Regions from separate parts of the Oryctolagus cuniculus genome. Here region 2 is linked to region 1. A link is a contact called in public Micro-C data. All regions are on one chromosome and are shown on one strand. The core of a region is the stretch at or near the end of the contact, and the rest is flanking DNA. Distances in the headings are between cores, read along the strand shown. Region 1 holds the start of KIF16B (kinesin family member 16B). Region 2 holds the start of SNRPB2 (small nuclear ribonucleoprotein polypeptide B2).

Evidence for each region. Hi-C and Micro-C count contacts between places; a contact is called where the count stands out from the background.
Region 2: a Micro-C map of ear pinna shows a contact between it and region 1, with 3 times the contacts expected there. The contact joins the promoter of SNRPB2 here to the promoter of KIF16B in region 1. A contact is called at or near these places in 3 of 6 Hi-C or Micro-C datasets (ear pinna, psoas muscle and an unstated tissue).

The regions. Positions count from the first base shown.
Region 1 is chr11:41,614,522-41,620,623 of mOryCun1.1, reverse strand. It overlaps KIF16B (kinesin family member 16B), which reads left to right and starts at 4,734. Exons shown (of 27, transcript XM_070052111.1): 1 at 4,734-5,016. The coding sequence starts at 4,970. It overlaps LOC138844335 (a long non-coding RNA gene), which reads right to left and starts at 5,396. Exons shown (of 4, transcript XR_011380017.1): 1 at 5,265-5,396.
Region 2 is chr11:41,760,154-41,765,553 of mOryCun1.1, reverse strand. SNRPB2 (small nuclear ribonucleoprotein polypeptide B2) reads right to left here and starts at 3,854. Exons shown (of 7, transcript XM_002710962.5): 1 at 3,704-3,854; 2 at 1,926-2,014; 3 at 1,009-1,181. The coding sequence starts at 1,989. LOC127490994 (a long non-coding RNA gene) reads left to right here and starts at 3,824. Exons shown (of 3, transcript XR_007919415.2): 1 at 3,824-3,958; 2 at 4,510-4,672.

The DNA.
Region 1 (6,102 bases), core at 3,485-5,984:
AGCTGGCACTGCTAGTTCCCAGGGGTACAGATGGGCTTATGAGATGCCAGCTGTAGCTCCTGTCCAAGGTAAGTGTGCAAGTCTCTTGTTTATCAAGGTTTTTAATTGCTTTAAGTAAAAAAAATTGAGAGGCAGAGAGAAAGAGAGAGAGAGGGAACGAGAATGCACTCCTGCGCGCTGGTTCATCCCCCCAGATGCCTGTAACGGCCAGGAGTAGGCCGGGCCGAAGCTGGAAAGTGGGAACGCAATCCAGGTCTTCCACGGATGTGGCAGGAACCCCGACTTGAGTCAGCACCACTGTCTCCCAGGGCCTGCACTGGCAGGAAGCTGAAGTCAGGACCAGAGCTGGGCACTAAACCTAAACCCTGTGATACAGGATGTGGGCATCCTAACTACCAGGCTAAATGCACACCTCTAGTTTTTTTTAAAAGTCATGTTTGTGAGAGAGAAAATAAATTTTATTTCTTAGAGGATGAGAAGAAAAAACAACACTGTTCATGGGAATATAGTATTTTTCTTCTGATAACAGTATTTCAAGATGAATCAAATATTCTGAAGGACTCAGGGAATTTAAATCACTCACAACTATTTGACAATAATGAGGTGGCTGTATAGCATGAAAAAAATGTTCAACAGTAAATGAAAAGCAAAATAAACCGATACAACGAAACCAGCACACATACCCACGTACACAGGTTTGTATGCCTGGTTGATGACAGGGTTGATACTCTGTTCATATTTAGTGCCATTTGGGTTTTAATCTGGGCCAGATTCGAAACTTTTTTGGTAGGATGGAGAAGAGAGATTGAGAGAGGGAAATCTTATCTACTGCTTTGCAGCCCAAATGCCAGCATGGCCAAGGTGGGCTGGGGCCAGACTCAGGAGCTGGGAACTCAGTGCGGGTGTCCCAGGAAGATGGCAAGGACCCAATAACTTAAGCCACCTCTGCCGTCTCCCACTGGCTGAACTGGAGTTGGAGTCAGGAGTGGGAGCCAGGAATTGATCCCAGGCACTATGATATGGCATGGGAGCGGATTAACCTCTGAGCCGAATGCCTACTTCCTCAGATTCTTCTCTTCTCCTTTCCATCACAATCCAACACTTTTAGAAGACAGAAATGTAGTTCATGCATCCAAGTGAATTTCTAAATCGTGGGCTCTGAAACAATTTTTTTTGGTTCATGGATCCTTGTGGTTGTTGAAAACAAGCGTTTTAGAAGGCGTCAAACACATGGGATTAAAAGGAAAATGAATTATTTCAAAATGCAACTGTCAAAATATTAGAAAATACAACTGTGACAGAGTAATGTAAGCACTTACATTAAATGACGGATCTAGCGGCAGTCTAATGACTACCATAACAATAATGCAAGAACAATTTGACACAGCTGCCACTACTCTAACTTAACATGAAAATACTTGTGTCTGCTAGTGGGTTGCAAGTTCAGGTGTTACTAAATCTAATACATTTTATTTAGGGGCTGTTCAAGATGTGATTTTTTATTTTGAGTACCCTCCCCTTCCAGATGGGTGCCCCCTCCTAAAGGACCCTGGGTTTGGCCATGTGATGGACTTTGGCCAATGGGATGTCAGCAACACTACATCCCCCCACTTCTTGAGCACTGGGCGTGTCCCGTGGAAAGCTATCTGGCCACACGAAGAAACTTGGTCTATTTTTTTTTTTAAGATTTATTTATTTATTTGAAAGTCAGAGTTACACAGAGAGAGAAAGAGAGGGAGAGAGGGAGTGAGGGAGAGAGGGAGTGAGGGAGAGAGAGAGAGAGGGAGAGCGAGAGAGCGAGAGCGAGAGAGAGAGAGAAAGAGAGAGAGATCTTCCATCTGATGGTTTATTCCCCAGATGGCAGCAACAGCCGGAGCTGCGCCAATCTGAAGCCAGGAGCCAGGTGCTTCTTCTGGGTCTCTCACACAGATGCAAGGGCCCAAGGACTTGGGCCATCTTCTACTGCTTTCCCTGGACATAGCAGAGAGCTGGATCGGAAGAGGAGTAGCCAGGACTTCAACATGTGTCTATATGGGGTGCTGGCACTGCAGGCAGTGGCTTTACCAGCTATGGCACAGCACCGGCCCTGGTCTAATTTTTTTTTTTTTAATGTAATGTATAGGGGCTGGCACTGTGGGGTAGCGGGTAAAGCTGCTGCCTGCAATTCTTGCATCCCATATGCAAGTCCCGGCTGCTCCACTTCCATCCAGCTCCCTGCTAAGGCCTGGGAAATCAGTAGAAGATGGCCCAAGTCCTTGGGCCCCTGCCACCCATTTGGGAGACCTGGACAAAGCTCCTGGCTCCTAACTCCTGGCTGCAGCCTGGCCCAGCCCTGGTCACTGAGGCCATTTGGAGAGTGAACCATCAGATGGAAGACCTCTCTGTCTCTCCTTCTCTAACCTTTTCAAATAAATTAATATTTAAAAAGTCATGTATATGAGCGAAACTGACATTTTGAGATTTGATTATTATTTACAGCATAGTTTCTACTGTTGAGGAACTGGTTTTTTCTTCTTACTACTTGTTGAATTCTTTGTTTAGTGGAGGGTTAAGCTAATGATTATAAAATATACTGAAGGTATGTCATTGTAAAAATTAAAAGAAAGAAAAAAGAGGAGGGAAGGCAGGGTGGGAAGCATCACCATGCTCCTAAGTCTGTATATGTGAAACATGGAATTTGTTCACCTTATATAAATAATAATATTAAAAATAAACTTTTTGAAGACGGTGCATAGCCCAGGTGAGACCAGCAATTCACACAACCGTGAGAAACCAACAGTGGCTCTATTTTAAATCGCTAAGCTTCGGCCCTTGTGGCAGGTCAATGGCACAGACTCCTGGATTCTCTGCCCCTGGCCCTTGGCGCATGGCTCCAAGCCCCTGCGGGCGTTTTTGAATTCTCGCGGGTGGGCGGCCGGGACACAACCGGAGCTGGTGGAGAGTACGGCGTCTCTGGCTGGCTTCGCCCCAGCCCCAGCGAATGGGAACCCCAGGGGTGCATAAACGTGCACTCTAAAGCACGCACAGGGTGGGCAACCCTGTGCATCATCTTAGAATCTATCCTAACAAAAGAGGTACTAAGCGCACGTTCCCTCCCCGGCACGGTGCGATGGTTTACAAACACGTGTGGGCTGTCGCAAATAAGTAAGAAGCAATGAATGAACCCTCCTAAGCAACCCGCCAAGGAAAATCCTAGATTCTCCCCGACCAGTTGAACGCTGTTATCCCTAAGAACTAGGCGGGCCGAGTCCGGGTGCAGGCCTCTGGGGTGCGCGCGCAGGCCCAGCGCCTCCTACGTGCGGTGGTCCCGAACGTTTCTGGCCTGGCGCCCCGCGGCCGCGTCCCCGCGGGAAGGCGGCTCGCGCAGTTTGTCCCCACGCAGCTCCCGTAGAAGGCGGATCCCGCCCCCTTCTCGGCGCTGTCGGGGCGCCGCGCGGGTTCCCTCGCGGCTTTTCCTACTGCGCATGCCCGGCTCCCTGGCTGGCTCCTATTGCCTCACTCCGGGTTTTCCCGCCTGCGGGTGGTCGAATCCGCACTCAGCTCCGCGCTGGCCGAGGAGTGGGAGGATTGGGGGCAGATAGGGGGGATCCGGGGACGCAGGGGATGCTGTGAACGGGGAGTCCCTTGTGTGCGTGGGTTTCGTGTTTGTAGACTTAAGCCTACTCCACGGAGTTGATCCTGAAGTGCAGATGAGGTGGAAGCTGGGGGGACCCACCAAGTGCGTGGTGGGCCGGGGGCTCAAAACTAGGCCCCCAGGCAGTGGCCGGATTTCCTGGAGAGGGCTTCTGCCCGCTGCAGGCCGGCTCCCCGCTGCCCCCGGCGTGCAAAGGATCAGGACAACCCCTGGTGACCCCATTGCGGGCGTGGAAGCCGAGGTGACCCACAGCTCACAGACGCCGGCCTTGGGGGTGCGGCAGTGTACCAGGAGGGGTCTTGAGGCAGGCGGGGCAGGGGCCCCGGGGCTGGCCGGCCTGGGCGGAGTGCTGAGTGAGGGTGACAGGCACAGCAGGAGGAAGACCGAGGTTAAAGTGACCCCCAGTCACTCGTGGGCCACAGCAGGGCAGCTTCTGGTGTGAGCTCAGGTTTGGGAGGCGGGGGAGCGAAGTGGGAGCTCCCTGGTGATGGGCACTGGAAGCCAAGGGGCCAGGTCTGATTTCAGCCAGCGTTAAGAGCGTTCCTTCTGGTGTAAACCGTCCAGTGCCCCGGGAGCCTGACTCACAGGGTCCAACGCACACGCTAGGGCCTCCTCTGCAGAGTAGCGGAGGTCAGCACTGCCAGCTTCCGATCCACTCCGGGGTCTCAGTTTCCTCCTCTGTGAAATGGATGCGCTTGGGCCAAACCAGGTCCAGGCTAAGGGCTGAAAAACTGTTCATGGGAAGCCCATCTCATGACTGTGGTCCTGGCTCTGTTCCCAACGTCCTGCTTTCCTGGGGGAAGAACGTGGGTTTTAGGTTTCCTGAGATCATGCACCCCTGGCCGCCCTTGGTGAGTGCCCCAGCACTGCCCTACGGGCGTGGCGTTCAAACGCCGCTAGTCCGGACCCCAGGCGGGGATCCCGGCCACGCGCCTTTGCTCCGCCTGGGCCACGCCCCTCGGCCCCGGTCACGCCTCTCAGCACCGCCTCGGTCACGCCCCTCCGCCCCGACCACGCCTCTCAGCATCGTCACGGCCACGCCCACCACACCAACCACGCCCCTTAGGTGCCGCCCGGTCACGCCTCTCAGCAACGCCCCGGCCCCGCCCCGAACGCCGCGACATCCCGGCGGCTGGATCTCGCGGGCCGGAGCCGTTCTGGGCATGCTCAGTGGCCTAGCAGGTGGGGCTGCCGCGGGACTCCAGGTCCGGCCGGGAGCAGGGGGGCGGGTGTGAGACGGAAGTGGGCGGGAGCCACGGGACAAGTCGCAAGAGTCGCCGGCAGCTGCGGGGCGCTGGCTGGTGGGACCCTGCGCGGGCCTGGTCGGGATGAGCCATGGCATCTGTCAAGGTGGCCGTGAGGGTCCGGCCCTTGAATCGCAGGTGAGTGGGGCCTCCAGCCTCCCAGTCCCGGTCGCCACGCCTCCATCGCGAGCTCCCGCTCCCGGGCCAGCCGGGATTTAACGTCACGGGCTGACCCCCGCGCTGAAGGGGCACTGCCAGGAACCTGTCGGGCCTGGCGGACTCCGTGCCTTGCTGTCGCTTTCGCGCTGTCCCGGAGCGGACAGTGAGGCGTCAGGAGTTCACGAGGTCAAAGGGAAGGTTCCTGTCAAGTCTCTGGAGCCCATTACCTTCATTTGCTTGTCCGGTCTTTAAAAAGCAGGGACGCGTCTCGTCCGTGAAGATGCGAAACAGCTGTGCGAAACGGGGGACGTCGTGAGGGGGCCCCGGGGCTGTCAGGGAGCCCCTCACCGATGCCAGCCCAGAGTTCTCGAACTGTCCATCGCCCGCTTAGACGTGACACGGGGCCCCTGCGTGTGCAGCCCTAACTTCCGGTCAGCGGATTACTTAGGCTCAAAGTTTTGGCACCTAGGGGGAAAAAAAATGCCAGGGAGGCCTCACAGGTGTGTGAAATATGCTGACGTTAAAATAGGGCTAGCGTTGTGAACACAGAAGTTAATCTTGTTCTATATTCCTACAAAGTGACACTTTTTTTTTTTTTTAAAGATTTATTTGTTTGAAAGGCAGAGTTACAGAGAGAGAGAGAGAGAGGGAGACACAGGTCTTTCATCCCCTGGTTCACTCCCCAAATGACCGAAGCATCCAGAGCCAGGCCAGGCTGAAGCCAGGAGCTTCTTCTGGGTCTCCCACGTGGGTGCATTAGCAGGGAGCTAGATGGGAAGTGGAGCAGCTGGGAGTCCACCTGGGACCATATGGGATGCCGGCACTGCAGGCAGCGGCCTAACCCACGATTGTCCCTGCAAAGTGACACTTTTAGGAATGATGCCGCTTCATTCGTCTAAAAGTCCTCTGTGCTTCCATTTCCATGACCTCTTTAGAACCAGTGTACATGCCCTGAAAAACTGATTTATTGAATCGGTTTAACTGTAAAGAATGAAGCGGACTCCGGCTTGATAGGTGGAGTTGGCACAAAGCCTTGTGTTTGTGTGAGCTGCTCATCCAAAGTGC
Region 2 (5,400 bases), core at 2,605-5,104, 150 kb before region 1:
TCTCTGTCCACTCTGCCTGTCAAAAAAAAAAAAAAAAAAAAAAAAAAAAAAAAAAAAAAAAAAAAAGCAACAAACACAAAAGAACAGGTAACAGAAACTGTGTGACCCATAATATATAAAATATTATTTCATTCTTTACAGTTTTTGTTGATGCTTGAATTAGAGCAAAGAATACACAGCCTGCCTGCACTCCGGAGATAGTGAAGTCACTGCACACTCTGAGTGAGATAACAGAAAAATCAGAATGGGGACCCAGAGCTAAGATCCCTTCTCCTCTCATCCCAATTGCTGAAGAGACACAGTCTGGAACACACACCCAAAGTACTCTGCACTCATTCAGGCACATAGAAGCCTTGCCTCACACTGTCTCCACCTTTATCCAAGTCCCCACCATCTCTGATTCACACCAAGTGAATTCCGTACTCTCCCTCTTTACTCCCCAGTCCAATCTTCATCCAGTAGCAGATGTGAATCTTTCTGTTACTCCAAAGTTTTAACACTCTCCACGTATAAAAATTCCATTTCCACTCACTGCCCTTCATAAAACCTATGTGTTAAACCTATGACTTTCCCCAAGATCAATGTTTTACCTAGACTGCCTAATTTCTGAAAGGTTTTCACTACTCTATTCGCTGAAACTTCAGACTGGATTTCCTCTTTGATCCATAATTTTTGTTTTATATTGCTTCACAAGTTTAGTTATCATTTTAAATCTTTGGGTTATTATTAATTTCCAGTATTTTTAAGACAAGAACATTGTCTATACTGCCATTATTTTGAAAATATTCTACATCTCAGTGCATTCTGTTTTTGCCTATTTGAACTGTCATAAGAATGAATTAACCTCTACTTCTGTATTTCTATGAAAAATACATAAATAAAAGGAACTCGAACTCCCTATAACACACTTAATTAAAAGTGAAAGCAAAAACCACAGTTTCAAGCATATATTTACAAATCTACGAAACATTCATAGTGATTAAAGCAAAAGTAACAGTACTGGCTTACCATTGGTTTACCATAAAATGGAAATCCTTGTAACTGTCTCAAAGCATTTGTGGATGAGCCCAGTTCCTTAAAAATAACAAAGGCCTGCCCTCTCATCTTCATGGTCTTTAAAGCCACAATATCTACCACATGGCCAAACTGAGAAAATAGGGCATACAGGGATCTCTTCAATTCTGTCCAAATAAGAGGGGAAATAACTTGTGAACGAAGGAATGAGAAAATTCTTCATTAAATGACAGTACATTGAGTGCTCTGTCACCATTTATTTATACAGTTAGTAGTTATATATGTAAGTAAAAACACAAATTGCTATTCCCATTGGTTATCTAACGTAAAAAGTTATTTGAAACCATTATATGAGTAGCTATGAGTAAGAACAGATTCAGCATGTTGTCAGTCACTACCTATTTTTGTTTTTAAAAAGCCTGGAAATCCTTACACAAACTTTATAAATTTATTACTGGAGGCCGGCACCGCGGCTCACTAGGCTAATCCTCCGCCTTGGGGCGCCGGCACACCGGGTTCTAGTCCCAGTCAGGGAGCCAGATTCTGTCCCGGTTGCCCCTCTTCCAGGCCAGCCCTCTGCTGTGGCCAGGGAGTGCAGTAGAGGATGGCCCAGGTGCTTGGGCCCTGCACCCCATGGGAGACCAGGAAAAGCACCTGGCTCCTGGCTCCTGCCATTGGATCAGCGTGATGCGCCGGCCGCGGCGGCCATTGGAGGGTGAACCAACGGCAAAAGGAAGACCTTTCTCTCTGTCTCTCTCTCTCTCACTGTCCACTATGCCTGTCAAAAAAAAAAAAAAAAAAAAATTTATTACTGGAGGTAAGAAAAATGAGTTTGGGTGTAGTACAATTTTGTAAGATGGTAGTAAACAAACACATTTTAGTTATCAATAAGTATTTTTAAAAACACTTACCTTCTTTTTTAATTTTGTCATTCATATTATTAATATAAATTGTATGATTTGGTCTGATATCCATGTCTGAGTTAAAATGTTCAAATAGCCTAAAGAGAGGATAAAAAAAAAAAAAAAAAACTGTTACAAACAGGTGTGATTAAATCAATACAGCAGAAAGCTGTTGGCTTTTCCGTTTTCTTTCAATCGCTATGTCAGAATGTCAGTTGGGTCATAGACTCTCTCTCCAGCAATAGCTAGTCCTCCTCTGTATTTCTGTTTGAGAGGCAAACGCACACACAGCCAGAGGCAGACAATGAGCTCCAAAGCTCTGCTTCACGTCCCAAATGCCCAGCTGTGGCCCAGCTCGACTGAGGTCAAGTGAAGCTAGAGGCTCCTCAATCCAGGTGTCCCACGTGTGTGCAAGAACCCAATCACTTGAGCCACCACTGCTGTCTCTCAGGTCTGCATTAGCGGAAGCCGGAGTCAGGAGCGAGAGCCGGAACTCAAGCCCAGGCACTCTGACATGGGGCAGACATCTTAACTGCTACATCAGATGCAAACCGCAAGCCCTCATTTTTACAATTCTCAAGCTCAAAATTTAGTGAAACAACAGCAGCTTGCCAGAGTTTAATAAAATTGTATTCAATACATTTTTATACTTTCCTTTCACTTGTGCTACTTCCCATCTGCCTAATGAAGTAACTTGTATTTGTAAGCTGGTTTAAAAATTTTGACATAAAGAAAAATGAAAAAGAAACTACCAAGTGTACAATCCAGAACAAATCGTTAAGACAGAACATCAATGTAGTTTGTTCCTGGGTGCACTTACAAAGCACTTCCATATCTATCAATCACTGTGCATAAATTTCCACCTGCCATCTTCACTCCAGGATGACCTCTAACAGACTTGGCAAAGACCTTAATCTCTCAGGTCTTCATCTGTCAGACGGGGCTGAGGTGGGGGCGGGGCTGGCCAGAGCCCCCGAAGTTCTAGCACAGCTCTTGCATCAGAAGCCCCCAAAGGAGCTAATATCATGGCTGTTACAAGTCAGGGAGCACGCTTGAGGTCACACAGCTCTTGATCAGAAGGCCTGGGAATTCCGTCCTTGCAACCCACTGGACGATTTCCACACTTCACGTGGTTTTTAAGTTGCCAAGTGTGACCTTGCTTTACTTCCCTGGATGGCCCACAGATAATTAGGTACTAAACACTGCTTGCTGTGTTTACACACAGCGAGGGAGGAGCCTATAGACCGATGTACTTGTGCAGGTGGCAGATGAATAGAAACGTTTCTTAAAGACTCGACATTTCCCCAGTCGAAACCTGGAAGAGGAGCAGGGGGTCGCCAAGTTTTGACCATGAGAAGGGAGCGAGAGAGATTAAAGTGAAGGCGAGGAGAACAAGAGACCAAGAAGCTCGGTGCTGGGCTAATCAGAGCAGGGCACCTGGTGTCGCACCTCTCCCCTCCGCCAAAACAGAAACAACAGATCCGCAGGAAACCACCTGGAATCTCCCACGCCTCGCATTAACGGGCGTACTCTGTACGCGCCAGCTTCCTGCCTCTCCAGACACAGACTCTCTGCCCCGGGGCCACGCCGCGATCCAAGGACCGCGCCAGTCCCGCCAGAGACGCGCGCCGCTGCTAAGCTCCCCTGCATGGCCGCTCCCTCGTCTCAAACCGACCCCTCCACAAAACCAAGGCGAGACGCCACCCGACCACACCTCGCGCCTCGTACTGTTCGGGCTGAGCAGCGTGAAGAACCGCAAAACCGAGGAAAACGGGAATCCGACTCACCAGAGGACTACGCCGTTCCCACGAGCAACCGGAAGCCGGAAACGGTGCCGAAGGCGGAAGTGACAATGAAACTCCTCAATCGAGCGCCGACAAGTCGAGAAGCCCAGCGCCGAGTCGATCGATGCCTCCCGGTCTCCCGCGGCCCCAAGCTGGGGAACTCTCTGCGCATGCGCCTACGTGCTCTGCTGAAAGAGGGCCCGGGAAAACGGAAGAGGGTTGAGAGAACTGGATAGAACCCTGGGGCCATGCTGTGAGGTAATAAAAAAGAGTGGTTCATTTACCCCCACTAAGACTGAGGGAGGTTTTAACTCACATAGCAGTTCCCTCTACCTTTCTGAATCCTATGTGAGGTTTGCGGGCGCAGCCCCTCCTGCTGGTTTCACCCCTTCTATGGGTCAGCCTCACCTTTAGGACAGCCTATACTGCTGCCAGGGGTTCTGAGGTAGCTCCTCAACACTCTGCTGATGAGCTTAACTCTGAGAGGCAGAGCTGGAGTCGGAGGCCCTGGAGCAGAGACTGAGTGGGGTGTGCCTTTAACATCTACCTAAACTCACTCAAAACACCACAAAACACTTGAGTTCCCGACACCCTTCTCACTGCACTCCCCGCAGATGCTTAGATTTTTCTGGAGATAACTTAAGGTGTTAGTGAATGGAAATTCAAAACCGTGCATTTGGTCATTCGTTCATCCGTCATCTGAGACGTGCTAAGAGCCACCTGGAATAGGAAGGCTTTAGGAGTCAAAGCAAAGGGCCCCATGGCTTGGGACGTTGCGTGGGGCTCCAGCGTCCCGTATTTGTGTCCAGGCTGCTCTGCTCCTGATCCGGCTTCCTGCGGATGCATCCTGTCCTGGGAGGCAGCAGCTGAGGGCTCAGGTACTTGGGGCTCTGCAAGCCACCTGGGAGACCAGAATGGAGTTCCAGACTCCTAGCTTCAGCCTGGCCCAGCCCCCGGCCTTGTGGCCAGTTGGTGAGTGAATCAGTGGATGAAAGAGCTCTGTCTCTCTCTGCTTTGCAAATAAATAAGTCAAAAAAATTTTTTTAAAGAAGCCAAAGTAAATCTAACCTTGTGTCTTCCTCTTAACTAAATCTCTCTTTCTCTTTCCTTGCCTATGTAACAGGAATCTTAATAGTACCTTCTTATCACTCTGGGGACTAAATGGGTGCTCTGTAAAATGATTAGAACATTACACAAAGTCACTGGTTCCTAAATGTTACCTCTAGACTCTAACTATGACTTGGAGGTATGGATGAAGGTGGTAGGGGCCAAATAGTTTGATTTTATCACCTGAGGAGTTTTATTTTAAGAGTCAACATAAAGTTGCAACAACTTAAAAATAATGTAAGTACTTTGAAGGTGGGGATTTTTGTCTGTTTTGTTCATTTAAAAACCTTCAGTAATTAAAAGAGTCCCTTGTATTCAGTAAATATGCATTGCGTGAATAAATGAATGAAGCCTCATGGAAAGTAAGGCAACACTGAAACAAGTGTGATATCTTATTAAGATGCACAGTGGTGTAGGAAATAAGGTTACATGATCACTGGAAAGCATTCCCTTATGATATATATAGAAATTCTAGAAGAAACGTGTCCTGTCTCACTTTATTTGTGGGGGCAGGTATTGTGATGCAGCAGATTCAACCACTTCTTGGGAAACCCGGATGCCCTATCAGTGTGCTGGTTGGAGTCATGGCTGCT